Linked DNA regions of Mus musculus: region 1 is linked to region 2. A link is a contact called in public promoter capture Hi-C data. All regions are on one chromosome and are shown on one strand. The core of a region is the stretch at or near the end of the contact, and the rest is flanking DNA. Distances in the headings are between cores, read along the strand shown. Region 1 holds the start of Ntrk3 (neurotrophic tyrosine kinase, receptor, type 3). Region 2 has its middle 550 kb from the start of Gm39038.

The links. Promoter capture Hi-C pulls out the DNA fragments that hold promoters and counts their contacts.
Region 1: a contact with region 2 is called in a promoter capture Hi-C map of hippocampal neurons, with 5 times the contacts expected there. The contact joins the promoter of Ntrk3 here to the enhancer-like site in region 2. A contact is called at or near these places in 5 of 39 promoter capture datasets (cranial neural crest, frontonasal cranial neural crest, hippocampal neurons and 2 more), 3 of 484 Hi-C or Micro-C datasets (the N1E-115 cell line, cerebellar granule neurons and cerebral cortex), 7 of 115 datasets of contacts at active chromatin or transcription factors (embryonic forebrain, embryonic hindbrain, embryonic midbrain and 4 more) and 2 of 9 other capture datasets (adipose tissue and embryonic stem cells).

Annotation. Positions count from the first base shown.
Region 1 is chr7:78,575,486-78,580,417 of GRCm38.p6, forward strand. It overlaps Ntrk3 (neurotrophic tyrosine kinase, receptor, type 3), which reads right to left and starts at 2,353. Exons shown (of 17, transcript NM_008746.5): 1 at 2,051-2,353. The coding sequence starts at 2,298.
Region 2 is chr7:78,026,104-78,030,674 of GRCm38.p6, forward strand. No RefSeq gene overlaps it. Among named protein-coding and RNA genes, the nearest start is that of Gm39038, 550 kb to the right of the region's middle. Within about 2 kb of position 1,343, at least 20 of the 459 cell types and tissues checked have an H3K27ac peak or open chromatin away from gene starts, as enhancers often do. A contact at or near this core is called in the N1E-115 cell line, forebrain, hippocampal neurons and 1 more, where this site is marked.

The DNA of each region.
Region 1 (4,932 bases), core at 1,103-3,602, 550 kb after region 2:
TGCTCAGATCGCCACAGGCACTCTCCTGGGATCCTCTAATGCCAGGAGAGGAGCAAGAGGCCAACTGTGTCCCCTCCTCCCACCAATGTCTCCGGGGAACAACTAATCCTACTCCCCCCCCCCCATAGAACCGCTTCCCCAAACCTCATTTTGAGAGGTGTGACACCTCTTCGTGACCATAAAGAGCCTATCTGATTGTGACCAATCCTGCCTCCCTGAGGGTTCCCAGGGACATACACATCCTTAGAGCAGAGAACAAGGCAGACACAGCTCACTGGCTCCCAAACTCTCCAGCCCTTGGCACATCCAATCACCTGAAAATCTCCATGCCCAACTCCAGAGCACAGGCCACTAAGCTCTTTGCAGCCATCCCTACAATCCAGGGGCCAAGCTTCCCTGAAACATATTCCTCCAGACCTTGCTCCTGGACAGACACTGGCCTCCAAGTGGGTAGAGGCTTCTCCTTTGCTCTCTTCTCCCCTCCCCTTACCCCTTTGCTGTCTATCTGGACATCCTTGACCATCCTGGAGGTAGTAAGGAATGAAAGGCAGAGCTAAGATATGGGTCAGGATTGTCTCCAGGAGTCGGGGACATCTTCTGGGGCTGTTCATCTCCCTCAAAGTGTAAGCTGCAAGAACACAAGCTGGTCTCTCTTATACCAAGAGAACTGGTGGGCTTTGGAGAGAGCCTGACTCCAATTCCTTCAGGCTTTGTAGTCCTGAGGCAATGGTTGGAGCAAAGAGGGGAGGGGGTGGACACTGAGAGGGCAGTAGCCACAGCACACTGGGTCCCTTCTTGCTCTAGTCCGTCCCCAAGGCAAAGAGCTACCCTAAACGTCTCCCTCAGAGCCTGGCCACCGTCCTAGTCAGTCCTGGGGCTCCCAAGGGATGAGAGCACGGGGCAAAAACCAATGAGCTGCCCTCCGAGCATCCAAGAGCTATCCACACCCTTCTCCTTCCTGGGGCAGAGAGGTCAGAGGGGTGGTGGTCACCTGGCTGAAGAATGAAGAATGAAAGAAAGGCTATGCAGGCTCCTGGCCCTGACTCTTCCTTTCACTCCTTCACAGGCCTCTGGCCCCATCCCTACCAAAGAAACACAACAAGAAAAGAGCAGGCCACTACACAGGGTCCCACTCAGCCGGGGCAAACCAGCCAAACGCCACGCAGAGTTCAATTTTTGAGAGAAAGGGGGTGGGGGGAAGGAACCGCAGAATTGTGAAAGAAATTTCCTTCCCAAAACCCAGGTCGTCCTCTCTCTCCTGCCTCCAGCAACCTGACTCAGAATTACCCTGGGCAGTTATGGAAGCCCAAGCCAGGAAAGGGTCTGTAGGCGCCCAGATGCAGATGAGGGTGGGAAAGGGGGGGATGTCTCGGAAATGCCCAAAATGGGGTTGGAGAAGGCGGCGGGAGGTGGGGGGGAGGAAAAGCAAAGAGGTAGGCGTCCATGACGGCCAGAACACGTCCGAAGTCTCCTCGGGAGAAGCCAGCTTCCAACTTGTTTACTTATTGGCATGTTTTGCTCTCTCCAAAGGGAAACAGTTTTTTTTTTAAAAAATCCCGATTGGTTCTCAAGCAGTCCCTATCTGTCACCTTCCCTCCAAGGCTAGGCTAAGCTTTGCCTCTGCCGCCGCTATCTGCCACCGCCTGTCAGGGAAACGAGACGCCTCTACTTTATTCCACTTGAGCGTGGCCAAACTGTTGCTATTTAGTGGGGGGCATAGAACCCAATTCGCACCCTCGAAACGAGCAGGCAGAGGGTGGGGGCGGGGACAGGAGCTGGGCCCGGGTGCACTCCGCCCGGAAGGGTCCTCTCCAGGGAGAGGTACCCACCAGCATCATCAAATCACGCCTGGCTAGGGCTGGAGTCACCTGAAACACGCAGCCCTACAGCATCTCCCGAGCCAGGGCGAGCCTGATGCGCACCCGGCGGGCTGCGAACAGAGGCGAGCTGGGGAGCGCAGGGCCAGTTCCCGGGCCGCGGGCGGGCAAGACGGAGACGCGAAGCTGGGGCGGGGGTGGGGGGCGGGCTGGGTAGCGGCCGCCTGACTTACATGGAAGTGATATTCCTTGAGATGTCCGTAATGTTGATGCTGGCGTTCCCATTGCTGTTCCCTGAATCCTGCCCTTCCAGGAGAGGGAAGAGGTTCCCATCGTCCGGCCGCCGGCAATTGATCTCAGTCTTGCTGCAGACACAATTTGCAGGGCAAGCCAGCACGGAGCCCACATAGTCCAGCCAGACGCTTCCCAGCAAGAAAATCCGCCAGAAACTACACTTGGCTGGGCAAAGAGAGACATCCATCTCCGATCGCTGCTTCTAAAAAAGAGGAGGAGGAGGAGAGGAGAGGGGGGTGGGGTGGGGGGAGTGGGGAGAGCAGGGGGGGAAGGAAACAAAGACAGCGAGGGAGGGGGGAAGGGGGAGGGGGGCCTCTGCCTTTGAAACGCCGAACGATCAGATGCAAAATCCTTCAGCGTCGGAAACCATCGCGGCCGCCGCCGCCACCGGGTGGGAGCCGCGGGGAGCGCCTAGTGGCGCGGTCTGCCGGGCATGGTGGCCGGCTCGGCGCTCGCCGGCTTGCGGGGTCCAGAAGCTCTGGAAACGAGGCGCGCTCTCCGACTCCGAGACTTTGCAGGGTTGTAACAACAGACGGTGGGAAGGCAAAAATAATAATAAAAAAAGAAAAAAAGATGGTGCTAAAGTCACCAAGTCCCACCTCCTAGGCAGAATTAAAACGGACACACCTGCAAAACACACTCGCACACACTCACATACACACGCGCGGAGCTGGAGGAAGGAGGAGAAGGAAGATGCAGTCAGAGCTGCAGCAGTCGCGGCGAATGGCTCGCTACGCGCCTGCAGAAATGTACAAGTGCTCCGAGCCTTACGAAACGCACGGGTTATCGGAGCGTCTTCCTCGGTTCCCTCCCTCCCTCCTCCCCTCCCTCCTCGCGGCCTCCTCCCCCCCCCCCGCCCCCCGCCCGGGCTGGGAGAGGCAGGAGAGCGGAATCTCCCCCTCCCTCCCCTCCCCACACCCCTCTCTCTCCCCGCCCGTCCTCTCCCTCCTGCTTCCCCACCCACCCACCCACTCGCCGGCTCTCGGCTCTCGCCGGTACCGCCACCCGCAGCCGCGCCGCTGCCCGCCCGCTCCACGCCCGCGCCCGCTCGCTGCAGCCGAGGGGAAAACGAGACGGAAAGGAAAAGTTGCAGTTGGGATTCCGAGGGTCGGCGTTGGGGAGGGAGAGTTGGCAAGCTGACTGAGCAACACGAAAGGCGTTCTCCCTTCCACTTTTTGGCCCTCGTGCTGCCCGGTTTTGCTGCAATCTCCTCCGCAGGAGGAAGCGAAATGAGCGTGGCCCAGGTGACCCGGGATGCTCCCCAGCCTGAGTGAGGGTCTCGGGCTCACGGACAGTGACGGGAATCAGGAGCGCACAGGAACCCGAGCGAGGCAGCCAGGGACGCCGGCCGCAGACGTGCAGACCTAGATCTGAATGACACTCATTTGGGTAATCAAGAGTCCCGGGAGCTGGGCTCAGCTTGGGAGGGGACTGCGTGGCATGGCACACTGAGTGCCCCTGAGCCTATTGCTCCTTCTTGGCGGTGCGTTATGGGTTCCGCCTTGGACAAACAGGGACCAGAGAAGGAGAGAAAGAGGGAAGGAGCGCCTGCAGGACTGCGCTGGAGAACCGAGGTGGCCCAGGGCGAGCGATTCATGCGAAAGAAGCGGCCAGGAAATTGAGATGCGAAGGGCATTTTTTGGCAAGCACCACGCCAGCACCGTCGGAGGCCAGCTTCTTGGGCTCAGCCCTCGGGTGCGCCGAGCTGGCAGCCTGGTGAGGGGGTGGGCGGACTGCTCTCTCCGGATGATTTGGGGGGCACAGAACCTCCTCTTTCCCTCCCCCACAAACACCCCTTCCTGGTAGGGGCTCAAAACAGGTGCAGCCTTCGAGGCAAGTTTAGACCTGATGGGGAGAGAAGTATAGCCCCCGCTTTTTGCCTTGATAGGATTGTTTTAAAAATAAAATGCAAATGTAAATATGCCAAATGCGAGCTATTTCCTGAGAAAGCCTGAGATTTTGCTGTGGGAAAGGAGAAGAAAGGGTTAGGGGAATCCGAGCAGGCAGACACACTACAGCATTCACACGCAGAAGAAAGCAGCGCTCTCCTCCCCGAGCTTGGGTGAGGGCAGGCAAGGAAGCAAAATACATTGAATTCAACAGCATCCAGGATCTGAAAGGATTCTCCCCCGCCCCCCTGTGGATTCCAATGCAGGTCATGCAACTTGCAGGCAAGATGGGGGGAAGGGGTATTGCGGTGCCACCAGCCTGCCCCTAGTGCCACCGACAGACAGACCCGATGGCTTGCAGTAACACTTTTTGCTGGGAGTAAACTTGGGTGAAAGGAGGAAAAGAAAAGAGCATGCCTATAAAAGGCATTTTCCCCGACTTCTCATTACACTCTGCCTTCCTTTTGCCCCAGTGAGACTTTTACACCCTGTCGCCATGATGGCCTTGTCCCCAGAATGGCATTTTGCCCTCCCGCCAGCAGGAGGGGACAGAGTGGAGACAGCCTTAGACTCTCAAACCAGAACCTACTGGCTTCAGGCCAGTCCCTGATGTCCTTGTCCATTGGGAATCTCCCTGACACTTCAAGTGCCATCCTGAGTGACTTTAGGGTTCTCTGAGAGGCAGGGAGAGTAAGGTGTAGCCAGGACACTGGAACTTGGCCTCTCTTGAGAGATAGCAGAGGAGAAATAGGAAGCATTTCCCAGACTACCCCAGGGAGACAGAATAGCTGACTGCCTGAGGGGATTTAGTAGAGCTCCAACAAGGAGAAAGCATAGTTGTGTCTTAAAGGGTGCCCCGCCCATTTTTAAGGACAAGGACGATTTTTATTACTGCCTGCAAAGAAAGGATGCTATCCATAAGTCGGGTTTCA
Region 2 (4,571 bases), core at 93-2,592:
AAATATATCTTTTGATAGCTTAGTGTCTGCTTTCCGACATCTTAATTTTTCTTGCCAAGCACAAATATCTTCTGGGCTGACCCATCACATCCACATTATCTGGGAGAAAAAGAAATCTTATATTCAGAATAATAGGTTACAACCTATTCTGAATCATGTGTCATATTCATAGTGGCACATCATAGAGAGAATGAATTACAACCTAGAATGTCATGCCTGTTCTTGGAGAATGTCCATATGTCAAAAGAGATCAACACAAAGGCTGATCTGATTAAAATAGTGGATGAAGCATTGGTGCCTCTGTTGTTCCTGTGTGACAGTTGAGATTTTCCTGATCCTTATGTTAGCAGGGTTTTCCCACTAAAGAGGTGATCAACATTCATAGTTCCCTTTACTGACCTACTATAGTGCTGCATATATTTTCTAGATCAATGGTGCATGAACTAGCAGCATCAGAATCACCTGGGAACTTGTAAAAATGCAAATACTATGGTCAGTTCCAGACCTGATTACTCAGATATTCTAGCCCTCCCTGGGTGGAGCCAGCAGTATTGACTAAAGATAGCTTTCAAGATTATCCCAGTGGGTGCTACAGTCTGGGAAACAGCTCTAGATAGATGGCCAGCACTTCAAGAAGCATGAGTATCCCAAGAGATAAGTTAGCAGCTTTTAGTTTCCTAATGTCTTTCTCTAGAGACTCTCAAAAGAGATCACAGAGTCCCTGATATTCCTGTGCATAGATTTCCTCCTGCCATCTCCTCATCAGGAGATTATAATATGATCTGGTACAACATCATTAAGACATTTTGTTCAAATATTTGTTTGACAGTGTGTGCGGGGGATGAGGGAAAGAGAGAAAGAGAGCACTCTCATGAGCTCAAGAAGAATGTATGCATTCAAAGGGTGAGCATTCATAGAGGTGTTAGAAAAGTGACCTTTCTACCTTTAAGAACATTCTAGCAAGTTCTCAGATTTGTCAAAACTGAAACACAGGAGGAAAACACCACTCAGCCTTTCTTAAGTAAGAATTGCCAAACACATGGTAGCCCACCATCTGTGAGTATGATGATGCGTCTGGAGCCCTCATTATCCCCCTGTGCACAGGAAGGGATCAGACTAGCCACTCTGAGAACAAATCTGGAATTCATTTATAGCCATACAGGAGCCAGTTTGAGCAGTGATCTCTGCAGTCTACTAGCATTACCCACAGCCTAACCTGTCACAGCTCCTGCCTAGAGAGAATTTATGTCAAGGCTGGTGTATTATTGTCACTGCCCACTCTGTGCAGCACAGTGAAGATGACATTTAGCGAAGTTTCACTGCTCTGGTATCCTGTATGCAGGCTTGTGTGTGCATCAAGTGACTTCCCTTAAAGGGAGCAGGAACTGAAGAGGTGCCAATGAGCCTACAGTGAAACAGATTCCTCCCACGTCTTAGCAGCTCACAGGGAAGGAAAGACGGATCAGATAAACCAAAAAGTGAGCAATCAGTCTGATCTGTTCAGGTCCTGCTTGCTAAGAACAGGCAAATGAAACACAGAATATTGTGTCCCTGTATATATGGCACAGAAATATTACATGTGTATAACATCCTATGTTTATATGTTTTATATTCTATATTATATAAAATATTCTATATATTATATTTTACATAATATATGATATTCTAACTATGTAATACATATACTTATATTGTGCCTGTGTATGTATGTGTGTGTGTATGCCTGTATAAATGTTTGTATGTGTGTATGTATATAAGTTACATATATACATACACACAATCTGTGCCTATATGTATGTATGTATGTATGTATGTATGTATGTATGTTATCATTGCATGGTTGGCAGTGTAGAAGCCCAAGAAAGAAACCATATCTTCAGGAGAGATGAGAACAACTCAATAAAGATGATGCTGTTGATGACAGCCACAGTGGGGATGAGGATAGGTATGCTACCCGCAATTCATTTGTTACTGCACACCTTCACTGCATCATGAATATTAGCTTATTTAATTTTTACAAGAGACCCCAGAAGGGGAACTATTTTTTTTTCTATTTCATAACCAAACTATGGTATATGAAGCTTAGATGGTTTAACTAAAATTTGCAGTGGAATAGAAATTCAAACTTACACGGTGTCTAGATACATAAAAATACTTCCTGAATATGTGAGTGTAGTTGTGAATAAATGGAACATAATCATGAATGAATCAGCTGTACCTGACGACCAGAACCAGTTTCACCCCCAGCACTAATGTGTGCTGTTGTTTTAAACTCTGCCTTGGGTTTACATCTATAGTAATTCTCACCTTGTCAAACCCAAAGTCCAATTCTAAGTATCAAAGAATGCATGGGGCAGGCAGCTCACTTAAGTGACTGCTTGAGAAGATCATTTAACTCTGCTTGGAAATATATAGGTGACTGGCAGAAGGTTCTTCCTGAGTGTGCCTGAAAAGCTTACTGTTTAAATGAGGAAGCAGAGTAGAGAAGACCCATTCTCACCAGTGTGAGTGGGCATCAACTGATCCTGTGATAGCCCAAGTACAAGAAAAATGCCAAGGAACTACATAGATTTTCCTAAAGAAATGGGGCTGTTCTAGTCTTCAGGACCCAAGACCTACACCAGTACTTCTGACTGGCTTACTTAAACAATATTGCTGGCTCCACCAGGAAGCCTATGGTGTCTGAGTAAGTAGATCTGTGGCTAAATCTATTATTTGCATTTTATTAAGTTTCCTGGTGATTCTGACACTACTCGTAAACACACACACATACACATGCACGCACGCACGCACGCACTCACGCATGTGTGTGCAGTCTTGGTATATGCAATAAGTTATACAGGTTTTCCTAGTTCTCCAGCTTGCAGATAGAGTATTGAGGGGCTTCTCGGTTCCCACAGTTCTGTGCACCATCTCCTTTAGGTATCTTTCTATATGTAATTAGTTCTGATTTCCTGGAGAACACTAACAAAGACATTGCCTTAGTCCATGCTTTCCCATGATTGCTCCAGCTGAAAGGTACCACTCTTACCTAAACATTCTCTAAAGCTTTGCTCAGAATTTCCGCTAGTGGAGAGGAAAAAGTTCTGAACAATGATGCTCTTCCTGTCTCTTGTCTGTTCAGCCCTGGTAGGATCACACTATCATTTTGTAGCTACTTGCCCGGCTCCTGGACTAGTCTCTTTGTCAGGAGGGATAATGACGTTATTTTTGTATTTCTGGAGACTATTCCTACTCTAAGTACACATTACTTCCCACAAAATGTTTGTGCTGTTCATGCATATATGGGAAATTCCATGGAGGGAGAAGTTCTACTTGGCATTTGCACAGCAGATGTCTGTTTGTCCCTGTGCATTTACACTGACAAATGCTCAGTAAAAGGGACAGAAGAAAGTAAGTTGACTCGAATCTGAGAAAGAAATCACACACACACACACACACACACACACACAGAGAGAGAGAGAGAGAGAGAGAGAGAGAGAGAGAGAGAGAGAGAGAGAATGCAGAGAATGCAGAGAATGCAGAGAATGCAGAGAATGTTATTCTTGGACCAGATAATTTTTGTTATTGGGTCTATCTATTTCTTTATATTATTGTTATTAGAAAGCCTGGCCTTAATTCCTGAGAAGCCAGTAGCAGGATTTTATTGTCATTTATGAAACTGACGTAGCAAAAAACTATGGCTGAATACCTCCTATGGGGTAAAAATCCGCTCTAGGTGATGACAATAGAAGCTATTTGAATTTTTGTATTTCTAAGTTAAACCCATGCAGACCTCTGCCTTGTGATATAGTCTGACATGAAATACAATAGGATCAGACAAGATCGGGCGCGTACATGAAACTCAAGAAGAATGAAGACTGAAGTGTGGACACTATGCCCCTCCTTAGAATTGGGAACAAAACACCCATGGAAGGAGTTACAGAGACAAAGTTTGGAGCTGAGATGAAAGGATGGACCATGTAGAGACTGCCATATCCAGGGATCCACCCCATAATCAGCTTCCAAACGCTGACACCATTGCATACACTAACAAGATTTTATCGAAAGGACCCAGATGTAGCTGTCTCTTGTGAGACTATGCCGGGGCCTAGCAAACACAGAAGTGGATGCTCACAGTCAGCTATTGGATGAATCACAGGGCTCCCAATGGAGGAGCTAGAGAAAGTAGCCAAGGAGCTAAAGGAATCTGCAACCCTATAGGTGGAACAACATTATGAACTAACCAGTACCCCGGAGCTCTTGACTCTAGCTGCATATATATCAAAAGATGGCCTAGTCGGCCATCACTGGAAAGAGAGGCCCATTGGACACACAAACTGTATATGCCCCAGTACAGGGGAATGCCAGGGCCAAAAAAAAATGGGAATGGGTAGGTAGGGAAGTTGGGGGGAAGGTATGGGGGACTTTTGGGATAGCATTGGAAATGTAATTGAGAAAATATGTAATAAAAAATATTAAAAAAAGAAATACAATGGGATAGTTAGGGACTCTGAGCATTCAATAGTCTGTTTGCTTGTTTAGAGAGCATCGTCTGTAAGACTTAACCAACTAGGCAGAAATGATCAATG